Linked DNA regions of Zea mays: region 1 is linked to region 2. The links are chromatin contacts, called in public Hi-C maps. All regions are on one chromosome and are shown on one strand. Each heading gives the region's core, a stretch centred on a gene start, on an enhancer-like site or on the middle of the called end of the contact. The rest is flanking DNA. Distances are from core to core; before and after follow the strand shown.

Region 1 (4,809 bases), core at 1,048-3,547, 200 kb before region 2:
TAATATAGTCATTTTACTTCTTGCCTTCTATTTGGAATGGAAGATTACCACTCTAGATTGTTCCTCAATTTTGGAATAGAAAATTACCACTTCACATTGTTCCTCAACTGTTCAAACTAGTCCAAAACTAGTAGATGCTAGAGTTAAGCAAAGTAGATTGACCTGAAGTTGTACAGTATATGTTTTCTCTAAGAGTTCCCAATAGATAAGCAGGAATATCTACATACTGGGTATCAGAAGAAGATTTAAGATAACCAAACATGTGTGGACAAACTACAATTTTTGGTATCCATCCACAGCCCTAGATTAAAGAAAATTACTGCTGCCTCGTCTTTGCCAACCATGCCCCCTCACAACCCTTTTAGAGCATGTTTGGGAGCAAGGGTATTGGAGGGGCGAAATCCCTTGCTATTCAAATTTGAATAGCAAGGAGATTTCAACCCCTTCAATCCCCTCCAATAACCTTTCTCCCAAACAATCCCTTAAGAAACACTGCTCCCTCCATTCCAAAATAGTTATCGTTTTAAGTTTGAACACGAGAATTTAGACGAAGTAAAAAGGTGTGGTTCACAAAAACCGAGGAGAGAGATGGAAAGAAATAGAGATAGAGATATGTTGGTAAAAGAAAACGGTATATCAAAAGAAGAGAAAGATGCATTGGAAAGCAAGAATGATAACTATTTATGGACAAAATTTGAATCCTATAACATCAGATATTTTGGGACTGAGAGAGTAGGACATGTTCATTTAACCAAAACAATTGAGCCCTCCTAGAAATGCAAATGCAAGATAAAACCAAGCTACCAGATGTACACGGAATATAGCAATAAATACCATGTGACAAAACTAGCATCTACATATTGAAGTGAACTCAAAATTTGTGAATTAGTTTCGATGAAGCCAGCAGATTGTAGTATTGCAACTGAAAATTTCAACCATCAGATGGAAAAGGACATACTGTCTAATTGAACTACATATGTTTTCACTTCTCAGTGAAGACATTGGGTTCCAACTTGCAGTTTTAGGTGTAGTAGTTATGTACTGCAAATTAACTACTGCAGATCATACCTTTGTAGCGACTCTGGCTAGAGCAGACACAACAATGCACAAACAATAAAAGGCAGCAAAGTGGATTTCTACTCTTGGTCTGTAATCAGCAGTGAGCAATGAAGGTGAAACGAGAAATCTAAAATGATTCTGAAATCACTGTTCAGATTTAGTCTCGGTCCTACTCATCACGACTGAAACAGAACTGAATCTGTTCAGCTATCACACTTCATTCTTCAGAAGTGCGCTGGCATGCTAAATACATGTAAATGCATGATGCCCTTTGGTGTATTTATGTATACAACTCCTATGTCACGATCATACAGACTTTGTAAGAGAATATTCCAATTTTCAACAGAGATGTACCCCACATAAATGATAAGACGCACCCACAGCACTTATTCTTTCTGAACTCTGAATTAATCTCTTCTCTGTCTTAAAGGCGAGAAGACTGCTATAGCTGAAACCCATGTTGTTACTGAGGCTTCTAGACACCTTCTCTTCAAAAAATACTTAAGCTTTCAGATATATATATACATATCTAAGTTAGGACCAAACATACTGCTATCTTCTGCTGCAAAGGTTAAATAAACTGAGATAGTTAGAATACATGAGCATCTGCAGCACTAGAAAGCACAGGGAAGTCGAGATTGTCCTACTTGAGCGCTCGTCGTAACAAGTAGTCAGGTCTGAAGTGAAGTGACGCTTATTAGAAGGTCAACACAACTGAAAGATATTTTTCTGAAGAAAAACAACCGAACGAGTGCCCCACTGAATTCAAGACAACTGCCATATCTGGGTGAACGCCGGATATAGGCGCGGACTGTACAAAATTGACCGGCCCTCTAGTATGGCGATACCTTTTATTGCTTGCAGTTGGGCAGCATTCAAGATTTGTAGCAGCATCTAACATAATCATCTACCTAGGGTTCGGCGGAAATCAAGAAGATGCAAATAGGCTTTTGCTACATGATTGGAACCCAAAACCGAGAGGAAACTCATGCATGAGTGAAATGAAGAATGAACAGTGAGCCGCAGCCTCCATACCTCTATCACTCTATGGACTTGGGGGAGGAATGACTGCAATCAAGGCAGAAAGATGAGTGGATGGCAGCAGCTTCACAGGTTATTCCTTTGCCTCCTCGCCCTCGGTGCGATGTGATGATGTCAGAAACTAAGGTAGAGGACAAAGCCAGTGCCGGCCGCAGCCTGATATTTGCACCTAGAGTCAAATTGACAGCAATGCTTCACCTACCACTCTTACCTTTTCCTTAACATGCCATTAAAATAATAAATCTCCCGCTTGTTCATCCAAAGTCCTCATTTTTTAGGTACCGAGCCTGGTTTTGTTGTGTCCAGGTACTCTGATTTTTTTAACTCTAAATCATGTTGCTGGGGTTGGGCAGATGAATTTCCTCGAACACCGAAGTCGCGAGAGTAAGCATAATTGGATTGGACTTTGACTATTGTATGATCTCAACATATGCTATATTGTCATCGATAGTGTTGGGAATTGGGCTGGTTTCGAGCCTATCGTGCTTCGGTTAAACGGCCTCGGGCCAAGAATGTCAAAAAAAAAAACTTTTGTTCATACCGTATCAGCCAGGGTAGAAACAACGCTCTAGTCCGATTCTAAAGCACGTCGTACCCGCTAAGCCTAGCCCATACATTTAAACCATATAAAATCCAAATATTGCAACCAAACAAGGTCCATAGTTTACTAAATTAAAGATATTAAACAATGATAACATCATTTGACCATATAATATAAAGTATAAATATTACAACAATATAAATTATATATTTTACTAAATTAAAGAAATTAAACAATATGAGCTTTATTGGGCCATGCTGATCCAAGCTCGGTCCATGTGTGTGGGTCGTGTCGGGGGCTCGACGGGTTAGAATTTGTGGCCCGACCTAGGCCCACCTTCAGACCGTACTAGCCTGGTTCATATTATTTCGTACCGAACCGTGTTTTGGGCTCATGTTTTTGGGTCGTGCTCGTGCTGGTCCAAAAAGCTCGACCCGTATTCCTAGCACTATTATGCAATGCTCGCGGTGTAACTTTCTTATGTGTGAACTGAATTATAGTGAATAACTAGTCGGTTACCCGTGCGTTGCGACGGGTCAAAACAATACCATATAAATTATCCACAAAAAATCTCAAGATTTTTTATTGGTTGTCTCCACTCTTCGCATAATATTTTTATGAACGCACGGGTATCATGGGCAGCAAATCAGAGACCCTCATCCCTCGCTTTCCCCACTTCCAAGGTTTCGTAGAGCAGGAGGGAAAGGGAAGAGGCGGGCATATCTGTTCGTTGCCGGAGAAGGACACGACGAAGACCTGGGCATCTGGAGGCGATATAGATAGTATACCGCTAGATATAGAGAGAGAGCACGCAAACGGAGAAAGAAGCCCAGCCGGATCAGCTTCAAACCAAGAGGCACCTGCACCAGGCGTCAGTCCGAGAAGGGCGAGAGAATGCGAGTGTTTTCCCAGCCCTGGATCCGTCAACTCCGTAGAATATGCCGACTACTGCCACGCTACGGGCCTTAGTTGTCCAATATCTCAGACCTAGACTCCTCATCGCTAAGATAACCTAAGCGTGGCAGGCGCCACCATGTCCTCCTCGATGACACGCACAGAGAAAGGCCAGGAGCATGACCGACTCGCCTCGTACCCGTGTCGACGAGCGGCGGTCGACTCATGGCTGCGGCCGTGGGCGAGGGCAGCAGGTTGGGGAGTAAGAACTGGGCGAAGGACGGGAAGACGAACGGGACGTCCGACGATGGCGAAAACGATGGTGCGTGCATGATGTGAAACGTCCTCGTGGACGTGCAATAGCTACTGTGCGAGTCGGTGTCGGACGAATACGGGGAGGAGGCGTCTGCTCCTACGCCCTTTGCCGAGAATGAGGTGGCGCGGAGGTGGAGGTATGAGGGGAGAGAGAAAAGTAGAATGGCGAACGAGGTGGTGGCAACTGAAGCGAGGACCATCATTATCGTGCGGATGTATAGATGGCCAAATGAGTCATGTCTGGCGAGCCGGTCTGAGATACGACCCATTTAATAGTGTCTGGACCAACCCGGCACGAGCACCATGCGGTGCTTGGGCCATAGCCTCAACCGACATGATTATTTTTTTATTTTATAAAAAAGTCATATATATATATAATGTATGTTTAATATTATAAACACTTTAGTATGATGTTCTACTGGTTAGATAGTTTCACCCTGTGTCCTACACCCTTCTTTCATCATGGTGTTGATTCAAACCCCATCTCCTGCACCGCCTTTTATCATATCCCACCCGCTGCACCGTTTTTTAATATTTTACACTGAGTTGATTTGGAAGAAATGTAGAGATTTTTTTTAAAAAAATGATGTAGGATGACCGTTGAAACTGATACTTTAAGTATAGTAGAGATAAATAATTCATACATTATCTGACAATTATTCAGTATCCGTATGTATTTGACCAAATAATGTCCTTATCCGTCACTACACCCGAATAAATATCTAGTCTCTCACTCTCTGTATCTGTTATTCTGTTTAATTTCTAATTATCTGCATCTTGTCCCAAATCCATTTAAATATATAAGGGTAGAACATCAGATGATCTACTATCCATCTATATCTGTTTCTTGTTTCCACTCCTACTGCCGATTGCCTCTGGAACCATTAACAAGGATCGTTTGTTAGAGACGGTCGATCGATCTGCCCGCCTCTAAGGCTGGCTCTAACAAGACCCTCTAA
Region 2 (4,454 bases), core at 449-2,948:
GCCGCTGCTGAGCCTGTAACATTTTCAGCTGCCAATAAGCATGGCCAGATATTACATAAATTAGATTCAGACACAGCAGATATGAAAGACCACACTAGCAATGCAACATTATAACAATATTCGTTAACCCCACAAACAGTTAGCAATTAATTACAGTATTTATGTCTTTCCTGAATTAGACATAGATTGCTTCCAATGCAAATTTGGTGCTATCCAATGCATCGTTTCATAGTCAAGAGCTCCTAAAATTCCATGGGGATCAATTATCCCAGTTGTGTTCCCATCTATATTTTCCTTCTTTGCTTCTGACTTTTACCATCAATTAGATATTTGATATTTCAATGTCACTCGAGTTAACATGGACTAAAATTTCCAAAATAAAAAGGCGCAGAGAAACGTTATCAGGTATGAACATAGATGGAATAAGCTAGCAATATCGAAACCCCAATTGATGATGGAATGCCAATCCAAACACTGAACATAATCATCCTACATACCAGTTCCACCTGAGGTAGCGTCTCCAGTACCCTGAATAAGGTACAGAAATTTAGGCAATAGCTACACGAAGAAACAGAAGACGAAAAACACCCAGCATCTGAAACAATTGCTTGGCACTTACTCCCTGCGCATATATCTTCCTAGCCCCTTCCAGCTGCGACATCTCTAAATCATAGGTGCTCGTCAACTCCAGCACCTCTGGCGTGCTCACGAAGCGCACGAACCTGGAGGCACAGGCCAACAAAACATCCATCAGAATCCAATCTTTCCGGCACCGCCAACCCATGAACCGACGGATAAGCCACAATCAGCAGACCTCTCAAGGGTGCCCTTACTAAACCACGGGGCGGGCCGGTCCAGCTGCAGCCGGATGGCCGGCGGCGGTGGCTGAGCCGACGCCTGTTCCTCCACAGCCCGCAGGTGCGCCACGAACGGCTTCACCGACCCTGACGCGATCTTCTCCGTCCGCCCATTGCCGCACACCACCAGCTCGCACCTGCGCAGAGACCCCGAAGGGGCCGCATTTAGCGCGCAAGAACCACACGAACGCATCAAATGGGTGGAGTTTTGCTTGCTAGCCTCTCGCTTTCTCACCGCTGACGCCGAGGGGAGAGCTGGAAGAGCGCGAAGTCGAGCGGCGCGTGGGCCTCCATGGCGACCCCCGCCACTGCTACTACCGCCGACGTTCTCGGATCTGGCGGATCCCGGACACGAGCTCCTCCCCCCGCCGCAACCTCCCAAGAAACGCCGGAACGGCCGCGTGGGGCGCCAATGCAGCTCCCGCGGCGACAGGATCGCGGATTGCGGCGTCTGCCGGACCGTGCTGCGACGGCCCGGATCTCGCCGGCACGCGGCCGAATCCGATGACCACGCGTGCGTGCGACGGGGGAAGAGCGGAGTGGAAGAAGAGAGGACTAGAGAGCACCACTGCGCTGCGTGTTTGGTAGTGGTGGTGGACTCTGCTCGCTCCTCAGTCCTCACTACTCTGGTAGGCTGCTGCAGAGAAATGGAGAAAGCTAAAACAATGGGAAATTTTTGGTGGTATATGAGAGGGATTACTGGCTTCACTTTGCAGGTTTGGTTAAAGTACGTGTGTGATTATCAGATAAGCTCGACACTTGGAATACGGACAAAAGAAAGTGGCTGTTGCTGAAGAGCAGCTACTCCTACTTTTGGTTCTCTCTGAGGTTACAATACAACAAGGCAACGGCATCAAGATCAAGAGGAGCTGCTCATGTAAGACATCCGCACCTCTTTATTGTCTTTGTTTTTTTTTTCTTTTTTGGAATGCATGTTTATAAACAAGGCATCTAACACGAGATTCATCATGCGAATGATTATTGGATATTTGGGATACACCCTTCCCCTGTCCATTCCAAATATAGCTTAGACTAACCTAGTCGTGCTTAATCTCTACTACTCTATAAGACAATAGTGTAGACGTACACACCTACTTTGGTGCACGGGTCTGCCTACAGACGCCCGCTCTCTCTCTCGCGCCCCCGCTCTCTGCGCCCGGCTGTCTCCGACCCCGCTCTCTGCGCCCCCGACGCCCCCGCTCTCTCCAACCCCGCCAGCAGCGCCATCCCCGCCCGCAGCGCCCCCGACGTCCCGGCTGTCGCGCATGGAAGGTCGCCATCCCCGCGATCCTTATGGAAGCGCCCCGGCTGTCGGCTGCTCCAAGAAAGGAATTAGCGTCGTGTGGAGGACCCGCCCCGTTCTCTGCGCCCCCGACGCGCCGCCATCGCATTCCCCGCGTGGTCTGCTACAAGGAAAGGTCCGCGTGTGGTCCGTTGCCGCCATTCCCCGCCCCCGCTCTCCGCTCTTGGCTCTCCTCTCTCTGCTGCAGCCGGCGCCCGCCAGGTCCGCGCCCACCAGCCGCAATCGTCCGCCATCTCCTCGAGCCTCTTAGTTTTGCGCAAATCGAGCTGCGCAAATCGAGCTGCGCAAATCGGGCCTTCCATCCATGGCAGCCGCGCCCCTACAGTCAAAGATTCGCGGCTGCCTTCCCCCAATTGCTCCCCCTCCTCTCTCCCTACTTACGTACACCACACCTGCCCCTTCCTTTCTCCAAATTAGCCGCAGTCCGCGTCCACAACTGTCATCGGTGCTCTCTCCAAGTGTCGCGCCACTGTGCCGCTGCCGGCGACGAAGAAGGAGCCCCGCTCCCAACCTCCGGTGTGCCGCCCGCAATTTTCTGCTCACCGCCGGCGTTCCAAGGTATACTTCAACAGCATTTTGCAGGCAGTAATTTCCTCCCATGTTGTCTCGTAGTTTCATTTTGCAGGCAGTAATTTGGTTAGTGACTGATATGTACAGAAAACTTGTTAGTTACAATATTGTTAGGCACTGATATGGTTAGGCACTGATTTTTATGTGGATTTCATAGCGTTTTGATTTAATGGTATGAATTGTTCAGGCACTGATATGGTTAGGCACTGGTTTTTTGCCAAAACACAATGATTTCAGTTGAAGGCTTTGCAGTACCAGCAGCTGTTCTTGTGCTTCGGCTTAAGTGTGCAATTGCTAGCTGAGTACAAGTAGTTTGGTAGTAGGTTGTGAAATCATGAGTTTCAGTTTGGTAGTAGTTTGTCATGTTTTCGGCAAACTGGTGAGATCATGAGTTTCAGTTTAAATAGAGAACTCATTGGATCTTTATGTCCTGTGCCACAACATATGGTTAGGCACTGATATGTACAGAAAACTGGTTAGTTACAATATGGTTAGGCACTGATATGGTTAGGCACTGATTTTTATGTGGATTTCATAGCGTATTGATTTAATGGTATGAATTGTTCAGGCACTGATATGGTTAGGCACTGATTTTTTGCCAAAACACAATTATTTCAGTTGAAGGCTATAATATGTGAGAATGATGTTTCTGAAGTGAGTTCATTTTTCGGTGCAGATTGTTGCAATAAGGGATATCATACCTCCTGCTGTTGTGTAGCTCACATTATTCCAGTCATTGTCAATTCTCTCAGGTACATTTCTCCCATGTTGGACCTATACATTTTGCATCAAGTAATTTGCTTTCATAACGTATTGATTTAATGGTATGAATTGTTCAGGCACTGATATGGTTAGGCACTGATTTTTTGCCAAAACACAATTATTTCAGTTGAAGGCTATAATATGTGAGAATGATGTTTCTGAAGTGAGTTCATTTTTCGGTGCAGATTGTTGCAATAAGGGATATCATACCTCCTGCTGTTGTGTAGCTCACATTATTCCAGTCATTGTCAATTCTCCCAGGTACATTTCTCCCATGTTGGACCTATACATTTTGCATCAAGTAATTTGCTTTCTTTGTGGGTATATTATTGGGTGACATGTTTTTAGTTGCTATAGGTCTATAAAATTATATTAATTAGAGCATCAACATTCTGAGGGTCCAACTAAATAGTATGATACTCATGTGTTGTCTGCATATTGGGTGACATGATTTGATCAACTCATGTGTTGTCTGCATGTTTCCCTAACTGAGGCTTTGCTAATTCTTTGATTTCCCCATGTTAATTTGATTTGCACATCACTAAATATTATGATACCTATTGTTTTTTATATGTACATGGAAAGAGTATACTACCTTACTGTGGTATTAAACTAGGAAGAATATTATGTAATCTGCAAATTGAATCTGCAAATTGAATATTGGCTTGTGGTAAAGTCTCCTATGTACCTAAATATTTTTTCTACCTATTGTTTTTTATTTTTATATGTACATGGAAAGAGTATACTACCTTACTGTGGTATTAAACTAGGAAGAATGTTATGTAATCTGCAAATTGAATCTGCAAATTGAATATTGGCCTGTGGTAAAGTCTCCTATGTACCTAAATATTTTTTCTACCTATTGTTTTTTATTTTTATATGTACATTGAAAGAGTATACTACCTTACTGTGGTATTAAACTAGGAAGAATATTATGTAATCTGCAAATTGAATCTGCAAAT

The links. Hi-C and Micro-C count contacts between places; a contact is called where the count stands out from the background.
Region 1: a Hi-C map of leaf shows a contact between it and region 2, with 9 times the contacts expected there. The contact joins the promoter of LOC100193070 here to the promoter of LOC103647852 in region 2. A contact is called at or near these places in 7 of 25 Hi-C or Micro-C datasets (ear, leaf, root tip and 2 more).

Annotation. Positions count from the first base shown.
Region 1 is chr2:218,269,037-218,273,845 of Zm-B73-REFERENCE-NAM-5.0, reverse strand. It overlaps LOC100193070 (Aldolase-type TIM barrel family protein-like), which reads right to left and starts at 2,297. Exons shown (of 12, transcript NM_001308364.1): 1 at 2,095-2,297.
Region 2 is chr2:218,064,981-218,069,434 of Zm-B73-REFERENCE-NAM-5.0, reverse strand. LOC103647852 reads right to left here and starts at 1,698. Exons shown (of 10, transcript XM_008672355.4): 1 at 1,093-1,698; 2 at 815-994; 3 at 620-722; 4 at 498-528; 5 at 1-28. The coding sequence starts at 1,151. LOC103649305 reads left to right here and starts at 1,956. Exons shown (of 24, transcript XM_035965510.1): 1 at 1,956-2,718; 2 at 3,407-3,482; 3 at 3,678-3,753.